Linked DNA regions of Mus musculus: regions 1 and 2 are each linked to region 3. The links are chromatin contacts, called in public HiChIP or PLAC-seq maps. All regions are on one chromosome and are shown on one strand. The core of a region is the stretch at or near the end of the contact, and the rest is flanking DNA. Distances in the headings are between cores, read along the strand shown.

Region 1 (3,322 bases), core at 367-2,866, 390 kb after region 3:
GTATGACATCAGCAGAGAATGCAGATACACAAGGCTCACTGGGTATCAGAGGAAGGGACACTGGATACTGGTAACAATTCTTTAAGTGTCTACACCATAAAAGCAGCAGTACTTGTACCAGTGTATATTTATTAATAGTTATAACACCAACAGAACTAGGTGGGAGGATCCCAGTCCCGCTGACTTGGTCTGGTAGTTCTGGGTGTTCTCGCTTCATGGACCACAGGAGTCATCAGTTACAGGCTCACAAACTGCTTACAGACGACTCACACACTCATTATCTCCTTCGAGCCTACCAGTGACCTAGTAAGACAAGTGGGAGTGAGTCAACTTTACACACAGCACAAGTAGTTCCCACAGAGCAGGGCTGCCCAAGGTAACACACCAGGCCTGAGGCTGAGTCAGAATCCTCTAGCTCCAAGACCGGGAGTCCAAGCCTGGACCCACAAAGATGGCGATTACACACACACACACACACACACACACACACACACACACGCACGCACACACCTAGTAACAGGCAGAACTAGAACTTGGACACAGAGAGGTAAGCTATGAGGAGGTGCAACCCAAGAGAAAGAAAGTGGGCAGTAGAGGACTTTCCTGTGTTCTGTGGGCACTATGCCCCTTACTGGACAGAACAAAACCAGTTACACTGAAAAGACCAGTTGGAAGCTATTTTCCATGATTACACCTCTTCTCCCACAGTGACTCTCATGCTTCCTTTTGTCCAGACACAGGTTTTGAAAACACCCTCTCCTACAGTTCAAGGCATCCCTCCCTAGCTAGGATCCCAGGATACCTCATGGGATTTCTCCTCGTTCTCAGTAGCCGCGATGCTTTGACTGTCTGCAGACATCTTCCACTTCAGAGCCAGGAAAAACAGCAAATGGTTCTTTCCCTTGCTAGTCGAGCCCCGTCCAGGTTTTAGCCAAGAACCTGGAAAAGAGGAAAGTAATCACTACCGTAGGAACACTTCCAAAGTGTCCAGCACTCCCCATGCCTGACCACAGTGCATACGAAGTCTGCCAGCCCCTACGGTGCCCCGCGGTGAATGATATTTTCTGGTTTCTCGGAAAGGAATGGTATTGTCCCCTTTGTCACTGAAGCAAGAGCCCTAAATCTCAGTGAAGCCAGGTGATGGCAAGTGAGGGCTGAATCAGGGCTTCTTGTCAATGAGGTGCAGAAACTTCTGCGGAGAGCCTGCCAAGGAGGCGCCAGTGCGTTGATGCCTGCTGTGTGCCCCAGCCGGACACAGAGCTTCGCCTGAAACCCACAAATTAGCTGCCACCGTCAGCCGTTCTCTCAAAGCTGCAGCTTCCCACCTGGGAACGATCATCGTGGTCGTGGTCTGGGTGGTACGTGTCCTCATCTTCCCAATCCTGGGTCCAGCCCCTTCATTATCGCTTGCCAGCATTCCACCTTTGACCCTGCCCCCTTCTGCAAGCTGACTGCACGAGCCGATTTCCATGTGCCTTCCCTAGCATCCCCTTCACACAAGGAGGAAACAAAGGAGACCCGGGGGTGAAGGTGGGAATGGAGACCCCCTCCCTAGAGTGAAACCAGTGTCTGCAGCCAGAACAGAACGGATGGAGAAGCCCGGTGGAGGCTGGGATTAGGGACAACAGGAAGTTCCTTCCAGATCCCATTCCCCAACTCAGCTGTAGCTTTACAGAGTTCCCAGATTTGAGGGTTCCGGTCCTGGGGTCCCTTGCCTCTGCTGCACCTGCTTTTGGCTTGGGAGAAAGTGTCAGTGCTGGCTCTCAACGCTTACTATACCCAACGGTATCTATAAACACGAAACAGAAAAAACGGAAGATGCTCTGAGCCTTGTGGCACATGCCTTTAATCCCAGCACTCGAGTGGCAGAGGTAGGCAGATCCTTGAATCCTTGAGTTCGAGGCCAGCCTCGGCTACAGGGCGAGTTCCAAGACAGCACAGAGAAACTGTCTCAAAAACAAAACATAATTTCTGGTGTTTTGTGACTCAAAGACAGCACTGTAGTCATCATAACGGAGCAGCATTATTGCGCTGAATGGAAGGAGCAGAGCCATTCTCTCTCGCACACCACACCCACACATCAGAAGGTCTTTTACTCCTCTGGAGCACTTTGGACCCTCCCAAACTGGCAGAGTGCTCCATCCCTGAGTGCACTTAGGAAACAGGATGAGACTCTCTGTAGCCCACCCTGATGCCTACCTGTCTACAAGATGGGAGAGGAATTGGATTTTAAAAGAATCATTTAGGCTCGATAATAGAGGCGTATGGAGACTGACCCAGGGTGAATTTGAGAGAGGGGGAGGTATGGGGGATGAGTATAGTTCAACTACATTGTACAGAACTCTGAAGAACTAGATAAGATATCATGGATTTGTTGTCTCCGCTATGTAGCCCTAGCTTCCCTGGAACTCACTATATAGACCATGCTGTCCTCTAACTCTCAGAGATCTGAAGATACTATGGTTTTTAAAAGACAGAGAGTGGGGTGGAGGGGTGGAGTGATGGCTCAGAGGTTTAGAGCATTGGCTGCTCTTCCAGAAGACTTATGTTCAATCTCTAGCACCCACGTGGTGGTATTCCTAGCAGATCTGACACCCTCTTCTGAATTCCAAGTGTCTTGCACCCACATGCCACACAGACATATATACAACAAAATATAATAACTTTTAAATAGGGGCTGATTCAGTTGTCCAAGATCCTGATGCTACCTTCAGACCTGGGGAACTAAGGCTCTAAGGGGGAAGAAAGTGACTGTGCTTCTCATTCCATCCAGAACAGGTCATAGCAGTGTTAGGAGAGGGGTGGAGTCTTAGCCTGAGAACACTTCCTGGGGCGGAATGGTCTGCAGGAATTCATCCTGTGCCTGCTGGCTACAGCTCATCACTCATCGAGTCTTTTGAGACTGGATCTTTCATTCCAAAAGGCAAATACTAGTGGCTGAACAGTGGTTTGATCCTATAATCTCAGAAGTGATCAGGAGGCTGAGGCAGAGGAGTACAAAAAGTGAAGCCAGGCAGAGAGGGCTACATAATTCACAGAAACTAGGGCTACGTGGCAAGAAATTGTCTTTAAAATTTAACAACAAAAAGGAGCAACCCTAGTTCCCTGCACAAGTTCATGAAAGAGTAGTAAACTCAATGCTCCAAGGTATGCTAATCATAAAACAGATTCCTTCCTCCACCCACCCGCTTCCTGGGTTCAAAGAGTATTCATTCAAAGAAAGTCACCCTGACCCACCCTGACCACTACTGGAACCCACTATGCAAAGGTGCTATTGCTAGGGGCTCTTAGATTGTTAGGGGCTCTTAGAAACTGTCTTGAG
Region 2 (3,119 bases), core at 120-2,619, 510 kb after region 3:
GTGTTTTGAAAAACAATAACACAAACAAAAACAACAACAAAATCCAAACAAGAACAAAAACAAAAAGAGATCTGTCTTAAAAACCCAAGACAAACAAAAAAGGCAAACTTCTGTTTTTATCCACAGAACCTGGGTGTTTCACATCAGCAGGTGTTGGGTAGGCTCTGCAGTCCCAAAACAACAGCTCATTTTATCAGTACTTTGATGAGTTACTTCTTAAATTACCTAGGGAGGACGCTGCAGGACAAGAGGTGTGGGGGAGGGGCAAACGTCCCTTATCTTTCTTTAAATTGCTTTGAATGAGGGTCTCACTAAGTAACAAAGGCTGACCTTTTAACTTGTGATCCCTCTTCTTAACTATCCCTAAAGTTGGGATTACGGGGCGTGTGCCGCCAGCCCCAGCTGACATCCCTCATCTTAATGCCAGGTTTACTTTTTTTCTCCTCAGCCTTGGCTGCAGTCCTGACATTCTTGTCTTATTCCCAGTCGAGCTCTGGCCGGGCCTTCCGAGCCTGCCGGTGTCCAGGCACGGACTCACCGGCTTGTAGCCCCCGCGGAGCCAGGCGGTCAGCAGGGCGGCGACAGGAAGAAGTAGGGCGGCGGGGGCGGCGGCGGCAGCGGCGGAGGAAAGGCTGGGAGCGGCCAGGGCTCGCGGGGGTGCGGCGGCGCCAGCAGGGTGAAGGGCGAGGGTCGCGCGGGCAGCGGCGGCAGCGGTTGTGGAGGCGGCTCGGCGAGCAGCGGGGGCCGGCCGCGAGCACCCACCGGCCCGGGGGTGGCGGCGACCGCGGCTTCGGGCAGCGGCGGCAGTGGCAAGTGCGCGGGCGGCGGCGCGGGCGCGGGCAGACGCGGCAGATCCTGCAGGGCGAGCACGGCTGCGGGCGGCGTGGGCGCGCAGACCTCGGGCGGCAGCTCTGGCAGTGCCAGGTGGACCCCGGGGCCCCAGGGCGCCAGCAACTCCGGGCGCAGCGGGAGTGCGGGTAGCGGCGGCAGCTCAGCTAGGGCCAGCGCCGAGGGCAGCGGCCGTCCGGAGCTCAGGCCGGGCGGTAACCCCGGCAGCGGCGGGTGCGGCAGGGACGCTGCGGGCGGCAGGGACGCGCGAGATCGGCTAAGCCGAGAGTGCAAGCGGCCGCGGTCGCGCCGCGGGTGCGAGCGGGAGCGGGGCCACCGCGCCGCCAGCTTGGCCGATGCTGCCACCCCAGGACCCAGTGCCCGCTGCCGGCCGCTGCCTTGGAGCGAGGGCCAAGGGCTGCTAGGTCCTCCCGGCCAATTGCAGTCGCTTGCAACGCGTTCCAGCCAAACACAAGCTGGTGCGCTTGCTGCCTCGGCACCCCAACCAATCATCGTGTCCTGCCATGCTACTGGTGCATACGCGCCCTGGGCTCCCTCTCCTGGTCCGATGGTGCTCTGAGAGGTTGCAATCTCCAGGCCGTGCCCCAACAGTATTAAATGTGTCACAGCTCCGCAATTGTTGCTGTTTATCAATGGTGACGCTGAAGTGATGCATATTTTCACTCCATTTTCTGTTTTGAGACAAGGGGTCCCAGGCTGGTATCCATACGCAGCTCAGGATGCTGTCCCACTCGAAGCCCTCCTACTTCCACTTCTTGACTACCAGGTGGGTAAAGTTGCTTACCTCCAAGCTTAGAACTGAGTTCAATCCGGAGATCCACATAATGGAAGGAGAGAACCAATTCCTATTAGTTGTCCTCTGACCCCCGAACCCGTGGCACGAACACAGTCACACATACACAAAATAAATAAACAAAATGTAAAAAAAAAAAAAAAAAAAAAAAAAAAAAACCAGTACTCAAATGCAGTGTTTTGGGTTGGGTGTGCAGCTATGTTGATGAAGTGCTAGCTGTATAAGGCTCTGAGTCCAGCCCTCAGCCCCACTCAAATCAGGTGTAATTTTTGTAATTGCAGAACTCGGGGGAGATGGAGGCAGAAAGATCCGAAGAAGCCCAAGGTTATCATCAACCACATAGCCAAATTCAAGGCTAGTTTGAGCTAGATGAGATCCTGGGCAGGAAATGGGGAGATTGGTGGCAATGTGTAGTATATATGTTAACATGCCCAATAATTCTGAATGACAAATGGGTGGGCTTCTGGTAAAGAAAGAAAGAAGATAAATAAATAACTGAGACTCCAGCCTGTCACCCTAGCACTTGGCAGGCAGAGACAGGAGGATCAGGGCACCAAGACTGGCCTCAGCTACTCAACAAGTTTGAGGCTACCTTGAACTGCCCAAGAATCCGGCTCAAAAATGAAATGAAACAACAAAAGGAGAAAAAAGAAAAAGGGGCCAATACCTTCAAATTCGGAATTGGAGGACACTGGATAGATGGCTCTGTGGTTAAGAGCACTTGTTGCTCCTGCAGAGGACCCAGGTTCAATTCCCAACACCTGCTGGGTGTCTCAGTGTCTCATCTGTAACTTCAGTTCTAGGGGGTCAAGAGGCTCCTTGGATACCAGACGTTTTCATGGTGTTCATACATACATTCATACATTTCATGGTGTTCATACATACATTCATACATTTCATGGTGTTCATACATACATTCATACAGTTCATGGTGTTCATACATACATTCATACATCTCATGGTGTTCATACATACATTCATACATTTCATGGTGTTCATACATACATTCATACAGTTCATGGTATTCATACATACATTTCATACATTTCATGGTGTTCATACATTCATACATTTCATGGTGTTCATACATACATTCATACATTTCATGGTGTTCATACATACATTCATACATTTCATGGTGTTCATACATACATTCATACATTTCATGGTGTTCATACATATATTCATACATTTCATGGTGTTCATACATACATTCATACATTTCATGGTGTTCATACATACATTTCATACATTTCATGGTGTTCATACATACATTCATACATTCAGGCAAAACATTCAGCACATGTAAAACAAGGTTTTAAAAATTAAGAAAAATTTGGAATTGGAATATAGGAACTTTTATTAGAATAATTATTAGCATGGGGTAGTGGTGGTGCACTCTTTTAATCCCAGCACTCGGGAGGCAGGGTTCAAGGCCAGCCTGGTCTACAAAGAGAGTTACAGGACAGCAGGGGCT
Region 3 (2,891 bases), core at 193-2,692:
TTGAAGATCAACAGATCCTTAAATAAAAAAGTAAAACAAACAGTGACAAAAAGCAGACAACAGTTTGGCCACATGTGCAAGGGCAGAGTGCTTTTTGTGAAACAAGGAGTCATTCATTACTCTGATTCCAGTGAGCGAATACAATTATTGAAACGATGCTTTCTAATTTTAGTTTTAATCTAAACTGAGTTTGCTGACTATAAAATCATGATTACACATTTCTGAATTGTGTATTTACACTCCAAATACTGTATTTATAGAGTGCTTACATCTCAAGACAGAAAATTAACAGGGAGTAAAATTTGCTTAGTAAACATTAATGTTTACAGCAGTAACTTTGGCATTTAATAAAGTACTGCTATGGGTAGCTGGCCAGAGATGACCACTCAAACAGTTTATAGCCCACTCAAAGTCTTTATTCCAGCCGGTTGAGACCACACCCAAGTGTTCAGGGACCTAAGTGTTTCTGTGAATGTCCAAAACATAGGGGTTTTAAGGGCAGGGACCTCATCCAGGCATCTTGCATAGCAGCTGCTGGGGCCATTCTGCAGAGTAAGTAGTTTGAAGCAAGCAGTTTTTAACAGTAGCTAAAATAGGAGGTTAGCCATCCTGATGGGAGGTTCCAGCACACCAGCAGCTAGGATCTAAGGTTGACTGGAAGAGGTTACTCAAAAACTTTAATCAATGGCTAAGTATGGTAGGTTAGCTAGGACATCCTGACCTAGAATAGAGTTGGGTCGTTTTTTTCATGGGATTCTCCATCAAGAAAATAATTTTTTAGTTAACCCTGGAAACGGTCTCAGCAGGAATACAACAAGATGGAGGAACCGCTACACTGTTTTGCTCTGTCACAGTGTATATTCTGATTCTATCAAATCTGCACTGGTTCTTCATGCGACTAGTATCTACAAAGCTTTCTGCTGTGCTTAGTCCCAGGGGCAAAGGACAATCTCTGAAATAGGCAAGTAGTAGAACACAGAAGTTAGAAAAAAGCATGCATGAATTTAAATTCCAGCAGCTTTGTAACTATTACAAAGCAATGAGAAGCCTGCTTGCAGACAACAGATGATGCAAATGCTCTAGCAGATTATTTTATGAAAATATTCTGGCCAGCATAAGATAAATGCAAAAATGACGATAAACCCCTGTTCATATGATTTCAATCTTCCCGACAATGGTAGGCTATCCATGGTTAAAAGATTATCTACTACAGAATTGTGAGAGCGGCTTCCTTTGAGCAGCCTCCACCCTTGCTCCCGCCCGTTTCCCAGCCCCGCGGCTCCTCTGACCTGGGCGTTCTATGGCTGCCGGGCTGAGGCTCAAGCTACAGCGCTGTTGACTAATGACTTTCTCAGGACTCCTCTCGCGGCACCTGTGGATGCCTGGAATTTTCACGCCCTCCTAGAGAAGCCCGTGTCCTCCACCCCGGATTCCGGACCTCGCAGCTTCCCCGGTCCCTCAGTGAATGGTGAATTTTTCTGTCACTCTGTGCAGGCTCCTTGGAGCACCGCCCTAGCTCCGCCCACCACACGCTGGTTCCGGTTACGTGAGGGTTTTTTTTTTTTTTTTTTTTTTTTTTGTAAGCCCACCCCTCCCAAGCTCTTCTCTTTCTTTCTTTCTTTCTTTCTTTCTTTCTTTCTTTCTTTCTTTCTTTCTTTCTTTCTTTCTTTCTTTCTTTCTTTCTTTCTTTCTTTCTTTCTTTCTTTCTTTCTTTCTTTCTTTCTTTCTTTCTTTCTTTCTTTCTTTCTTTCTTTCTTTCTTTTTTTCCAAGTCTATCCGATTGTTTTCGTTTTTAAAAACTTCCTCGCCTTCTGATCAGGCGAGTATCCCCGCTCCGCGGAGGCAGGTCCCTCCTAGTCAGTATTGGACAGCCTGTCACACAGCTCTAGCTGTCAGGCTGCGCTGCACACGCTCAGCACAGTCCCACCCACCCACCTACCAGGCTTGCTGACAGCTAGACCAGAACTGGATCTAGTCCGCTGCACCCAGGTCTGACCCAGACCGTGGCTTCTGAAGTCTTCAGATAGAAGTTATTCTGCCTAACTTTTCATCTTGAGATACTAGCCTTCTGGACTACAGCAAAAAGGAATCAGCCGACACCCTAAATTCTGACTTTTGTTCCGCTCCCAACATTATAGTAAACCTAAGGTTAAAATGCCCTTGACCTAAAACAGACAAACAAACAAACAAACAAACAAACAAAAAACCCAAAACAAAACAAAACAAAACAAAAAAAAACTATAGCTGTGTCCTTTAAGGAAAACACTGTAAGTGGTATCTTAAAGATACATAGCTCAAAAACCAAGAGTCAAATTCAAGGAGAACAAAGCAGGTTGAGCATGTAAATGAACTAAAAAAAGACAGGAACAAAATGATTTGTTGGGGGGAGGGGGCAGATAGCAAATGCTGATGGAAATGAGGACGACTTAAGATATGAAGATTGAATTCAATAAGTAGCTAGAAACATCGAAAAAGTCCAAACTGAAGTGAAGCAAGAAATCAAAACTGCAATGTCTAATAATAACTCAGAACAGGTAGGAGACAGAATATCAGGCTTGAAGACAAAGTACGGGAGCGGGATGTCTCAGTCAAAGGAAATGATGAATTAAAAGAAAATACACAAGTAGCACTGTTTAAAGGCAGAAGTGAAATTTAAACTGTGCATCCAACACTTATATGAAATAATTTAAATTTTAGACATTAACAACTCAATCTGGAGAGCTTTACTGGGAAGCTGGGTAATTATTTTCATAACTATGCAAATTGGAGTGACACTGAAAAGCCATCTGCATCCTTCTCTCACAGACCTTCACTATTACCAGCCAAACATCTAAAATTTTAACTTGGGGGAAGACATTTGAAGAACTCGGGATTTTGAAAGGAAATAGATG

What was found. HiChIP or PLAC-seq counts read pairs in DNA pulled down with a chosen protein or histone mark.
Region 1: a contact with region 3 is called in an H3K4me3 HiChIP or PLAC-seq map of stem cell-derived neural progenitor cells, with 4 times the contacts expected there. The contact joins the promoter of Zfp13 here to the promoter of Zfp40 in region 3. A contact is called at or near these places in 5 of 39 promoter capture datasets (the 3T3-L1 cell line, embryonic stem cells, hippocampal neurons and 2 more), 5 of 115 datasets of contacts at active chromatin or transcription factors (astrocytes, large pre-B cells, neural progenitor cells and 2 more) and 4 of 9 other capture datasets (adipose tissue, liver, macrophages and 1 more).
Region 2: an HNF4G HiChIP or PLAC-seq map of pancreatic cancer cells shows a contact between it and region 3. The contact joins the enhancer-like site here to the promoter of Zfp40 in region 3. A contact is called at or near these places in 2 of 39 promoter capture datasets (hippocampal neurons and liver), 1 of 484 Hi-C or Micro-C datasets (cortical neurons) and 3 of 115 datasets of contacts at active chromatin or transcription factors (astrocytes, extraembryonic endoderm stem cells and pancreatic cancer cells).

The regions. Positions count from the first base shown.
Region 1 is chr17:23,584,636-23,587,957 of GRCm38.p6, forward strand. Zfp13 (zinc finger protein 13) reads right to left here and starts at 1,617. Exons shown (of 6, transcript NM_001356268.1): 1 at 1,326-1,617; 2 at 803-939. The coding sequence starts at 859.
Region 2 is chr17:23,698,947-23,702,065 of GRCm38.p6, forward strand. No RefSeq gene overlaps it. Among named protein-coding and RNA genes, the nearest start is that of Cldn9, 16 kb to the left of the region's middle. Within about 2 kb of position 1,370, at least 138 of the 459 cell types and tissues checked have an H3K27ac peak or open chromatin away from gene starts, as enhancers often do. A contact at or near this core is called in astrocytes, cortical neurons, extraembryonic endoderm stem cells and 2 more, where this site is marked.
Region 3 is chr17:23,191,786-23,194,676 of GRCm38.p6, forward strand. Zfp40 (zinc finger protein 40) reads right to left here and starts at 1,443. Exons shown (of 6, transcript NM_009555.2): 1 at 1,290-1,443; 2 at 1-17.